2 separate regions of the Zea mays genome follow, and region 1 is linked to region 2. The links are chromatin contacts, called in public Hi-C maps. All regions are on one chromosome and are shown on one strand. Each heading gives the region's core, a stretch centred on a gene start, on an enhancer-like site or on the middle of the called end of the contact. The rest is flanking DNA. Distances are from core to core; before and after follow the strand shown. Region 1 holds the start of LOC100285759 (60S ribosomal protein L31). Region 2 holds the start of LOC100277067.

Region 1 (6,434 bases), core at 2,965-5,464, 170 kb after region 2:
GTCTGTGATCTCTCCTCAATATATCCACTCATTGCAGTGCCACATCTGTGATATGTCCCCCTCTATACCTTCACTCATTGCAGCGGTTTCTCCTATAACATCTCCCTACAATCCACCATACTATTAAAATATACATTTTCTTACAAATACTTTAACTATCATCCTTCTATTTCCAGTTCTCCTTTTCAATATCTGTATATATTATCAATAAATTTTGTAACCGTCTTGAAGAATATCCTAAACATCTCGTAATAATCTGGGTCACAGAAAAAGCATATAGATTAAAAATATACAAGAAAAAAAAGATGTTTTAAGAAAATGAGAATGCAACAGTCTCGACCTCTTTGTTTTCCTTGGTAAACGAAATGCATAGACTAAGTGGTGTACCTGTTCTTTGTCTAATGTCTGAGGAGGATCGACTTCCAATTTTGAAAACGCTTCTGTAATATGTGAATGCAATATTTGAACCACTTGCCTGATTGCACAAGAGTAAAAATAAATCAACACCCTGTAAACAACTTACAATAAACCATTTTACTAAGTACATAGAAAAGTAAAGAAAAACATGTATAATTTGCAGTCAATTAACTCGCAAGGGTGGGGACGATAGAGGAGGCGAGGGTTTTGTCTCGTTATTCATTGGGAGGCGCATTGGTTTCTTTACCTATCGACCGTCGTAGCGTCCCTACATCTGGGAGGGAGAGACGGCAACGACGAGATAGAGTGAGAAGGGGGCTGTTTGGGGCTAGATCCTGTTTGGCACAGCTGTTGTTTGTTGAAAAAGCAGTTTATATGAGAAGCCGGTAAAAAGTAGCTTCTGTTTGTTGGCTGCTTTTAGTTCATTCTGAGAAGCAGTTAAACTGATAAGCTGTTGTAGAAGCTGTCTATTTGGCAGAACCTATACTTAAATTTATAAACAAGCTGAAAATAAGATTTGCCAAACAAGGCTATCGAGCCAGCTTGACTTATCCGAGTTCGAGCTGGCTCGTTAAGTTAACGAGCCACAGAGTCAGCTCGGCTGGTTTAGCTCGCGAGCTAGACAGAAAAATAATATGTACTCACTCTGGTCTTCAAATACTTAATGTTTTAGACATGATCTCATATACCAAGGAACTATTAAATATGATTGTTCTGTCTTGAAATACCCCTAATAAATATGTCGAAATCAAACACAAGAAGATGTAAGCTTACATGGTTGCAACATTGGTCGTCATTACACCAGGTCTTGACATCGAATTCTTGCCATCTAAGAGTAATTAGGGGTATACTAGTGTAAAATGAGCTTCAAATATTTCAACATCAAATATTTGCATCCAAAATGAAACCCCTTAAACATTTAGTATTTGAAGAGTGAAGGAAGTATATAATAATCAATTTTTAGGTAATTCAAATTAATTAAACAATAGAAAATAGTAATTATACTCATAATTTCACATACAACGTTAATGTACCACCAAATTAACACAACTCATCACTCATCAAATTCAAAATTTACACATATAATTATATTAATTTAACCACAATTATATTCATATAGACCAATTTAACATATAAACGCAGTTCATCAATCATTATTTTAATTTATAGATCATAGACAGCACACATACATATAACATATTCATCAATTGTTACATAAATGATAAGTACATAGTTTTATTTTGCTGAAATGTGATAGCTTGTGAGCTGACTCGCACCGAGCCAAGCTAGGATATCCGCTCAACTCGTAAAAAGAACTATAACGAGCTGACCATAAATCAAGCGAGCCACAAACTCTATCTTCAGATAAAGGGGTACTACTGTAACTGCTAAAAGGGGTGGCATGTGTCCTGTTATGCCATTACTATTTGCTCGTATCGAATAATGGTTTGGTTTGGCACATCTTATCTTCAACTTCACAAACAGAAGTTGTATCAAACAGAATGCTTTTATGATAACTTATCAGTTTAGATGCTCTATAGAACAAACTGAAAGCATATAAGGCTAGTCACACGGGTTGCCGCGCGAGGCTCCCTCCCCTTGCCCTGTAGCATGCATGGTGCCTACAGGGCGCCCGCTATGGCCGCAGCGGCGCTCTCTGCCAGGCTCCCTACGCGGGGGAAGCCAACGTCAGTACGCCACAGCTAGCGTCAATCCGCAAGCTACTCTAAACATTGTTCACATATTTAATAATTGAAAAAAATGGTAATAGATGATGAATAGGATTAGATAATAATATTGCCAGGCTCCCTATGCGGGAGAAGCCAACGCAACGTCAGTACGCCACAGCCAGCATCAGTCCACAAGCTACTCTAAACATTGTTCGCGTATTTAATATTTTATAGTTGTAGTGGGATATAGGGAGAGATTTTAGGGGAAACCATTACAGGAGATAAAAAAAGTAGGGGATAAAATGTTAATATTGTGACGCAAAAAAGTGATTATAGGGTGAGAAATTTAGGATGAACCACTGCAGATAGTCTAAAATGTTTTTCACCAGCTTCTCTGATAAGTTGCTTCTCTAAAAAGCAGCTGCTGCGACAAACAGGGCTTACAAGTGATCTGTCAAGAACAAACTGGCAGCTGTGACAGACAGGGCTACAAGTGATCTTTCATGCGTCAAAAAATCTTAAAACACATGGCTACATCAGTCATATCAGGTTGTACAAGCAAAAATTGATGAGTCTGTCTCAGCATAATAAATACAGATGCTCGGAATGTGTAAAGATAACACAGACTTGGCATGGCATATAGTCAAAATTTCAAAACTTGAAAGGAGCAACGTCTCGAAACTTCTATCACACGTCATCCGGCATAGATAACAAGCTGAAGCAGCATTATCAAACTTGCTCTCATGGTATGCATTTAAGTGCTAGATGATTGAACCCTTCGACTTAATCCTCATCCTCAACAACCTTAGTTCCCAAACCTTTGAGACCCTCCGGAGGGATCTCAGCTACTGTGACCAGAGAGTACTGCCCCTCCTTGGCGTCTTCCTCGTCGTTCCTCTTGCGGGCAATCCTGACACGGACTCGCCTCGGCACACTCCGGATACCGCTGCTCCAGACGTGCTTGTTGAGCTTCACATCGATCCGGACATCGGTGGTACCCATGGTCTTCTGGGCGAACTTCCTGATCTCCTTGATGGCATTCGGTGCCTTCTTCTTGAAGGTGCTGCATACAATTGTAGATTAATTAGTGTTGACTAAACTGACAAGATCAACTGAAGCATGGTTAGTGCTGTATACAATATAATTTTGCGTGTTCAAAAGAGATTTAACAGAATGGAACATCATGATATTGTACTTCTGCAATGTGCATGTAGCACTCAAATGGAACACATGACAGCATGTCGAGGCAACATGTGTAACGATGAGCGACATCTGTGTACCGGTCATGTAACTGTATCAACCACGAGATTGTATAAGACAGATACCTGACTATAACCGGACAATACAAAAGATATTACTGTATCAGAGAAACACCTTCAAAAAAATACGATGCAACTACAAATACAATGTGTATTATGGGAGGAAAATATACTGCCCAAATGGAACACATAGTAGCATTATGAGGCAATACGTGTAACGATGAGCAGATTGTATATACCGGGCATGTAACTGTGTTCAGCCAATGAAATAAGGCAGGCACCTGACTATACCCGAGTAGCACCTAATCGAACGGCGCCCACAGAACAAAATGCAACTACTGCCACCACTCACAAAGGCAAACAACAAGACAAACGCGAGATGAATGTGGGATCAGATACAAGAGCAAGATCAACTACACGCTATTCCCGCTCGGTCAGGTGATCCCGACTGTAGTCTAGCTGGTAAAAGATAATGCATCCGATCAGGTGTATCGACCATTCGCAAGCCCACATAGTGCTCACAGGCCGCAACCCTCCGCACCAGCATCTGATGTGTAAGCCCGACGCGGCTATAGAACAACACTATGCTCCCCAACACGTGGATCTAATAAGCTTGGGAAATGGAAGAGAAAGTTGGTGGTAGTACCATCCGTGGAGGCGCTTGTGGAGGTTGATGGTGTACTCGCGGGTCACCACCTCATCCTTGCGGGTGCCGGTGCCGGCGCCGGCGCCGCGCCTCCTCTCGGACATCTCCGCTCCGCCGCCGGCAGAGCACCCTCCTTTCTTCTTCGCTCGGGCTAGAGGGAGGTTGCGGAGTCGAGATAAACCCTGATCGCCAGAGTCGCCATTTTATAGCGGCGCGAGTTAGGGCTACCTAATGTTCCGGGCCACCCCGCGCACATACATGGCCAGCCCATGTGTAATAATTAGGCCCATCTAGGTAGGCCCTCTACTCCTATTTTTAGTCATTTATTTATCCGAATCGCCTCTCCTAGTCTCCTAGAGAGACTCCTAGTCCCAACAATTATGTTGACTACTTGATTCTCAAAAAAAAAGTTATGGTGACTACTTGACTTGCGTGCTATTATCAGTAAAGGGTAGGCTGTCCCAGTCCCAGTTGAGACGTTGGCTTCAGCTGCTTGTTGGTGGTGATTCAGTTTGGCTTTGATTTGACAGGGCAGTTCAGTTCCACATATAGCTGCCATCTTGCCATCAACCGAGCAAGAGCGGCACAACAACTAACACGAACACGACCAGAATTTTGTAAACTACGATCATCTGCAACGAGGAACTATGCAAACTGACTAACCGAACCGCAACTCCGCCGAAGCCAAAACAGTCAGAGAGCGCAGCGTGGTGTGATCCTTGCAGGGACTGATAACATTCGACAGACAAAACGACTACTGAATAATATATCGGCTTCAAGTATCAAGTTTTCAGAATCAGAAAATAAAAGGTGATTGATAAGCTCATGATCACATCGGCGGATACCAGAGAGCATCAGGCAATACCCTGATTACATCTGCAGACACCAGGAAGCGGGGAGCCTCCCTCCGCCCAAGCCAAAGGCAGCATTGACAAATATGAACTAACGGCGGGCGACAGATATTCGAGAAGGTAGTACAATTTACAACCACAGAAATTACTTTATTTTACAGCTGTTTATCGCACAAAACCAGTTCACAAATGTTAATAACAATGTCAAATCATGTCAGTGCGAAAACAAACCGCAGTCCATGTGATAATGAAGCAGCGTTCTGAATTTCGGACCACGCCCTCGTGAAAATTTGTAGCCACGGTCAAATATGCCTACTAAGAGAAATTCTGAACAAGCATAGACCACACAGATTTCATAGTCTGAAAGATGTTGCGGCCATGAAGTTCAGAGGGAACAAACAAGTGAGAACCACCAGTTGACTACAGTGGTAAGAAGCCAGCACGTTTTGTTTCACAACTTCCTACCAAATGAATAACATTAGCCTAAACCATTCCAGACTTCTGAACTAGCAGTTGCCCACAACCACATTGTTACTTCGTACTCCATACTTCCTTTCCAAAATATAAGACGCTTTGGCTTCTGAACCCAGCCTGATCGGCTGCACATTTTGTGCTGCAGGTGCAGGTGCAGCTGCTGCTGCATGCACAGTTCAGATTCTATGCAGCAGATTTCAACGGTTCAAATTTTAAGCAGCATGCAGCAACAGATATAGCTGAAAAGCACAGGAAGTGCAGCATTATGTATTTAGACATAGTATATACCTAAGTGCACAGCAAAGAAACCTTATGATTTGGAATGGAGGGAATAGTAAAGATTAAAGAACTATGCTCTGAAAGATGGTGAATAAGAACATTTAAAAAGTATCTTCAGAGTAAAATATACAGCAAGAATCCAATTCAGGTAAGGATACATCATACTTGCAGGGATGCAGTAGCTTGGTCTACGATGTACAAATGTGGTTGCAAGACACAGCATCAAAGTGGAATCCATGCCGTGAGGGACATTCCATACTTACTAAAGACTTCACATGATTGAAAACACAAAGCAAATGAAATTTGTTCGAAATTAAGAGCATCACATAATAGATTAGTTGGAGGTGGTGTTATTATAGTTACTTGAGCTATGACTAGCTTAGTGGCTTCCATCAATTCTCAATTTATGCCAACTGAGCAGACTAATCGAAGTCATGGAACCTAACTACTCATCCACAACAGTACAAGCACAAGCAGCCTACAATATCTAAGTTCATAACCCCAAGGATCCACCGCTCCAGTAAGCAAGAAAAGGATAAGCTTATGATAATTAGTAGATACATGACTTAGAAAACCATGGAGAAGCTCATATATATATTACAACTATAGAGTATAGACTTGTAATATCAGAAAGCAATGCTATCCACAATATATGTCATGCCATTCTTACCAATAAACCAAATGTACAAAGGAGACAGAAATACTGTGCCCAGCTTCAAGAATGACACATCGGTTCACTTTCTGATTTATCTGGACATGCCTTGAATAGATTAAAGCACCGATATGTATAACTTATGTAATATCTCAAATTTGCAAGAGCAAGCACAAAGAGTTGGAA
Region 2 (6,150 bases), core at 2,853-5,352:
AATGGGCCAGCAGTAATGGCGGTGGCAGGCGGGCAGGAGCAGCGGTCACGTCGTCAGCCAAGCTTACGTCCCATCCAGGGACAGTGAGAGAAACCTCTCTCACGGCGTGAAGAAGGAGCACTCGTGTTCCGTTCCTCGAACGGCTCGCGCACGCGCAACGGCCGCCCCGCGAACCACTCGCCCCGTCGCATTAACTCCGCGGCGGGACAGGCGGCGCCTCTGGCAGGGGAGGCGAGCGACGCTTCGCCTTCGCCATAACGACCGCATCAAAAAAGGTACGCCACGTCATTCGATTTCGTATACTTTTCCTTTTCCTCTTTCTCTCTCTTACAACAGGGACCGGGAAAGGGGGATACCCCGAAAAGGATCCTTCTCTGTGAAGGAAACAGGCTCCGAGCCTCCCTACTGATCAGAGGTTCAAAGGCTGGCCCCTCAGAGGGGTTTAACAGCCGCCTCAGAGCGCGTGGGCTCCACACCCACTACTGGTCAGAGGTTCGAAGGCCGGCCCCTCAGAAGGGTTCAACGGCCGCCTCAGGCCACTCGGGCTCCGTGCCCACTACTGATCAGGGGTTTGTAGGCTGGCCCTCGAAGGGTTCACAGCCGCCTCAGACATAGAGCGAGGGATGACCCTGGGTACGTTCGATACATAACCAAGGCTCGGGCTACGCTCCCGAGGTACCCTAGGACATTTCCGAGACCAGCGGGAACGATCTTGTAACGGAATCCCATCAGAGGGAGGCATCGAGCCCTCGGACCCCGTCGACAGGGGACCGGGCCCGACAGATCACCCGCAGGTACTTTTGAGCGCGCCTCCGGGCCTCTAGCCGACCCCTAACAAATGGGGCACGGGCGTCCACTCGGATTACCCGCCAGCAGCTCACCGGAGACACCATGTTCGGCGCCCTCCGAGGGCAACATGGCGCTTTCCCCCCTCCTCCTTGCGGAAAGGCGACGCATGGGCGTATGTAAAAAAGTCGGGTCTGTCCTTGACCGTCCTCTCGCCCTGTGCGGAGGCTCGGGGGCTGCTCTCGCAAACCCGGCTCCGGCCAAACTGTTGACAGCGTCAACATACCAGCCCGAGAACTTGGGACCCGACCGTGCACCCGGGCTACGGCCAGCTCGCATGAGGGAACGACCAGACCAGCCGGAGCATTGCGCGAGGCATTAAGACCTCGGAGGAGTCAAACCACTCCTCCGAGGCCTCGGGGGCTACACCCGGCGGGTGCACTCGCGCGCACCCACCGGAACAAAACGCAACCTAGAAAGGCTGGCCCCCTTGCAAAAAAGTGCGACAAAAGCCTCCAAGCGAGTGTTAACACTCCCTTCGAGGCTCGGGGGCTACTGTCGGGGACCATAATTAGGGGTACCCTCAAGACTCCTAATTCTCAGCTGGTAACCCCCATCAGCACAAAGCTGCAAAGGCCTGATGGGTGCGACTAAGTTAGGGATCGGTCCATTCGAGGGACTCGATCACGCCTCGCCCGAGCCCAACCTCGGACAAGGGCAGCCGACCCCGGAGGATCTACGTCTCGCCCGAGGCCCCCCTCCAGCGACGAACATACTTCCAGCTCGCCCGAGGCCCAGTCTTCGCTGAGAAGCAACCCTGGCCAAATCGCCATGCCAACCGACCAAATCGTGGGGGCATTTAATGCAAAGGTGGCCTGACACCTTTATCCTGACGCACGTCCTCCAGTCGACAGAGCCGAAGTGACCGCAGTCACTTCGCCGCTCCACTGACCGGCCTGACAGAAGGACAGCGCCGCCTGCGCCGCTCCGACTGCTGTGCCACTCGACAGAGTGAGGCTGACAGACAGCCAGGCCCGGCCTCAGGCACCATAGGAAACTCCGCTCCGCCCGACCCAGGGCTCGGACTCGGGCTCAGCCCCGGAAGACGGCGAACTCCGCTCCGCCCGACCCAGGGCTCGGACTCGGGCTCAGCCCCGGAAGACGGCGAACTCCGCTCCGCCCGACCCAGGCTCGGACTCGGGCTCAGCCCCGGAAGACGACGAACTCCGTTTCGCCCGACCCCAGGGCTCGGACTCAGCCCTGGCCTCAGCCGACGGTCTCCGCCTCGCCCGACCCAGGGGTTCGGACCCGACCTCGACCTCGGAATACAGACTCGACCTCGACCTCGGAGGAGCCTCCACATCGCCCAACCTAGGGCACGGACCGACCACGTCAACAGGAGGCACCATCATTGCCCTACCCCAAGCTGACTCAGGCTACGGGGAACAAGACCGGCGTCCCATCTGGCTCGCTCCGCCAGACAAGTAATGATGGCTCCCCGCACGCTCTATGACGACGGCGGCTCTCAGCCCCCTTACGGAAGCAAGAGGACGTCAGTAAGGACTCGACAGCCCCGACAGCTGTCCTTCCGCCAGGCTCCAGCGCTCCTCCGACGGCCACGACACCACACGAACCGGGTGCCAAAACCTCTTCGGCTGCCACGATGGCATGTACTTAGGGCGCTAGCTCTCCTCCGCTAGACACGTTAGCACTCTGCTACACCCCCTTGTACACCTGGATCCTCTCCTTACGCCTATAAAAGGAAGGACCAGGGCCCTCTTACAGAGGGTTGGCCGTGCGGGGAAGAGGACGGGGCAGGCGCTCGCGTGAGGCCGCTCACTCCCTCCCGCGTGGACGCTTGTAACCCCCTACTGCTAGCGCACCCGACCTGGGCGCGGGACAAACACGAAGGCCGCGAGATTTCCACCTCTCACGCCCGTCTCCTCCCCCCCCTTCGCGCTCCGTCTCGCGCCGACCCATCTGGGCTGGGGCACGCGACGACATTTCACTCATCGGTCCAGGGACCCCCCGGTCTCGAAACGCCGACACCATGTGTCACTTTGTTTTTGCAGTTTTGTATGGTTAAACAATGTTTTTCTTGTTACATATCATATTTATTGGTGACTTATTGTAGTTGGGTGTCATGTGTCTGTTAATGTCATGTAAAATATAATGTGATAATATTTTTTTAGGGGATGAGGACCCATTGGGAACCCGATACCCGAATATAGATGGTATGGGATGAATCTTATACCATGATGGGTATGAGTATATAGATAGGGATGGGTATAGCTTCATAGGGATGGGGCGTCGAAACCCGGTGATGAATTCCCCATTAACACCTCTAATTCAAATATTTTAATAATGCAATTACTGCCTCACTAGAACAAGTAGCAATGACAATATCATCTACATAAATAAGCACATCACTACACTTTTAAAGCACGACTTTCGACGGCCACCCAGCGACGCCCCCTCTCGTGCCAATAAATTCTCGGAGTAACTCTAATCCCGCGTGTGCCCAAAAATTTGAAGGGGGAGAAGGGATCAAATCCTATCTGCCTAAATACAAGCTCCTCTCATCTAATCATCAGAGCTCTCGTTTGTTTGTGTTATTTAAAGGATAGATATTGTAAATATATATATATATATATTCTAATAATCTGGAAATAAAAAATATAACCATATTTGAATGAATATTCCATTTAAGCGAGTTATACTTATATGATTCGCAAAAGCCATAGCAACGTATAGACAACTAACTAGTATGTGGTAATATATGACCTTTGGCAGATGAATAAAGATGCATCAGATTTAGATAAGACAAAACTGAGTTCATGCAATATGGTGTTCAACCTTGAATATCATGTCTTAGGCGTCTGTTTTAATCCATAACTACTCTATCAAGCTTGCAAACATATGTGTGGGGATTTTGTTTGTCTTCATACACAAAAAAAAATTGTCTCATGTTACTCCCTTTTATAGAACACTGTGAAGAAACGTGTTTCCAATTGCATGTGTGCCGCTGCAACCACCGTAACGGCGGGACGGGAAATCTTTATATGGTTCAGTGACAAAACAATTATAAGTTATTGGCAAATTTTTCATTATTATTTGTGGTTTTCATCAGTATATTATTGGACCTATAAATTATAGACAGAGATGATACCACCAGCTATAAACATAAATTTCTCTAATTATAGAGGATCCATAGAAAATAAAATTCCTTGCTATTCAATCATAAATAACAAATCTTCTTAATTTACTTATCACCAAACAAACCCTTATCTTCTTTATCGAAACAGGTTCCGTGCGCACCCGGTTTGCTGTTCCTGCCCCAACTCTCCCTCTCGGTGCCTTCACGCATCACCCCACCGCTCCCTGCAACTACAACTCTGTTTCACATCGTCCGCTCGTCATACTCCCGAGGCCCCGATCCCCCTTTCATTTCAACTCGCATCTCCCGCGCCGCGCCGCCCCAGCCCGGCAGCCCAAATGGACCTGCCAGTGGTAGATCTCACGCCGTATCTCGGGGCCGCAGCCGGCGGCCCGGCCGCGTCGGGCGTGGAGGAGCTGCGCGCGCTGTGCGCCACAGTGAGCGCTAGTCTGCGGGACACGGGGGCGCTGCTGGTGATGGACCCGCGCTGCTCCGCCGCGGACAACGACCGCTTCCTCGACGTCGTCGAGCGCTACTTCGCCCGATCCGCCGACGCAAAGCGCCTCCAGGAACGGCCCCACCTCCACTACCAGGTAAGCAGGTGTCACCTTTTCCTTTTTCTGTCTGCTTGTCGAATTGGGCCAGCGGGTTTGATGGATCGGAGGTGTGGCCGTGTGGGTACCGTATGGTCATCCCTCATCCGGACGGCTCTAAACACTGAACTCACGGTGCTGAGATTAACAGCACTTCGGTTGGATTTGGATCAGTCCCGTGATCGGACCACATTGTAAAATAGGGCACGGTTGGGTCTTGCTTAATGTCTGTTACAAATTCAACTTACTCCACCGTGCTGAATTACCGATCCAGTTTGTTTATCCTTGTTATTGGTAAGGTTGGTGTCACACCCGAAGGGGTGGAGGTGCCTCGCAGTTTGGTCGACAAGAACATGCAGGAGAAGATCAGGAGCATGCCTAAGGACTTTAGGCCAGCCACTCCTAAAGGGCCGGACCCGAAATGGCGATACATGTGGAGAGTGGGTCCTCGCCCTACAAACACCCGTTTTAAGGTTGTGATTTCCATGTGATATCTCTCTATGATCTTGGATTTTAAAATATGAAATGCGTTAACTATTGACGGCGGCAGTTTTAGTTTTGTTGCTTTGTACTGAGCTGGTAATTAACCTTTTTTAGGAGCTGAACTCAGAACCTGTTATCCCTGAGGGATTACCTGAGTGGGAAGAGATGATGGATTCCTGGGGTTCTAAAATGATTTCTGCAATTGAGGTATATATATCTATCATGATAGCACCTTTTTATGAACAGTATTCAATGTTTGATGTCTTATACGTCTCTTTTATGCTCTACACTACACCCATGCCTGTATGGTTATGTTTTCATAGGTTGTTGCTGAGATGGCTGCAATAGGCTTTGGCCTATCGAAGGATGCATTTACTTCTTTGATGAAAGAGGTAATATTGTCATTATCTGTGCTACTAATTCAAAAAAGAAAATTCTTTGTCTTGTTCTGTTGTACTCAGTTTGTTTTCTTAATTTCATTTTCCCCTTTCTCTGTGTCAAAAGCCATCATTGGGTTACTTAGTGGCTTCTAAAGTATGGCATGAGATCTTCCATTCTGCACTTCTGTAGTGACGCAGTTAGAGATATTCACATTCAATTTCTATAATAATTTCTTGAGATGGTTCAATTTCTCTTTGAACAATAGGGACCACATCTCCTCGCACCAACTGGAAGTGACCTGCAGCGTCATGGTTCTGAGGGCACCGTTTTTGCTGGATTCCACTATGATCTTAATTTCTTGACGATACATGGCCGAAGTAGATTCCCAGGCCTTAACATCTGGTTAAGGAATGGTAAAAAGATGGAGGTGAAAGTCCCTGTTGGTTGCCTTCTAATTCAGTCTGGAAAACAGGTCAGCTTTGCTACTTTTATGTAAAAATCTCTATCAGCATTTTCAGTTTGATGGTTATTGATATTTTGTTTTGTTTGGTCTTTATGAATACTTGATTCCATAACCAAAGTGATTGTAAAAATCAAATTGAACTCTACTTTTATACTTACCTTCAATCATAAAGCATCAGGTTCATCAAACTTTTATAGCTTTGACCATCGGCATATAATATTTTATATGGATTCACAACACAAAATTGGCATTACTAAATTCATTAGGAAAAATAATTTCATAATAAG

What was found. A called contact is a pair of places that touch in the nucleus more often than the background predicts.
Region 1: a Hi-C map of leaf shows a contact between it and region 2, with 6 times the contacts expected there. The contact joins the promoter of LOC100285759 here to the promoter of LOC100277067 in region 2. A contact is called at or near these places in 7 of 25 Hi-C or Micro-C datasets (ear, endosperm, leaf and 1 more).

What each region holds. Positions count from the first base shown.
Region 1 is chr4:168,711,922-168,718,355 of Zm-B73-REFERENCE-NAM-5.0, forward strand. LOC100285759 (60S ribosomal protein L31) reads right to left here and starts at 4,215. Exons shown (of 2, transcript NM_001158649.2): 1 at 3,993-4,215; 2 at 2,568-3,150. The coding sequence starts at 4,096. The coding sequence ends at 2,871.
Region 2 is chr4:168,545,582-168,551,731 of Zm-B73-REFERENCE-NAM-5.0, forward strand. LOC100277067 reads left to right here and starts at 4,103. Exons shown (of 7, transcript NM_001371586.1): 1 at 4,103-4,536; 2 at 4,836-5,009; 3 at 5,134-5,226; 4 at 5,343-5,411; 5 at 5,666-5,872. The coding sequence starts at 4,282.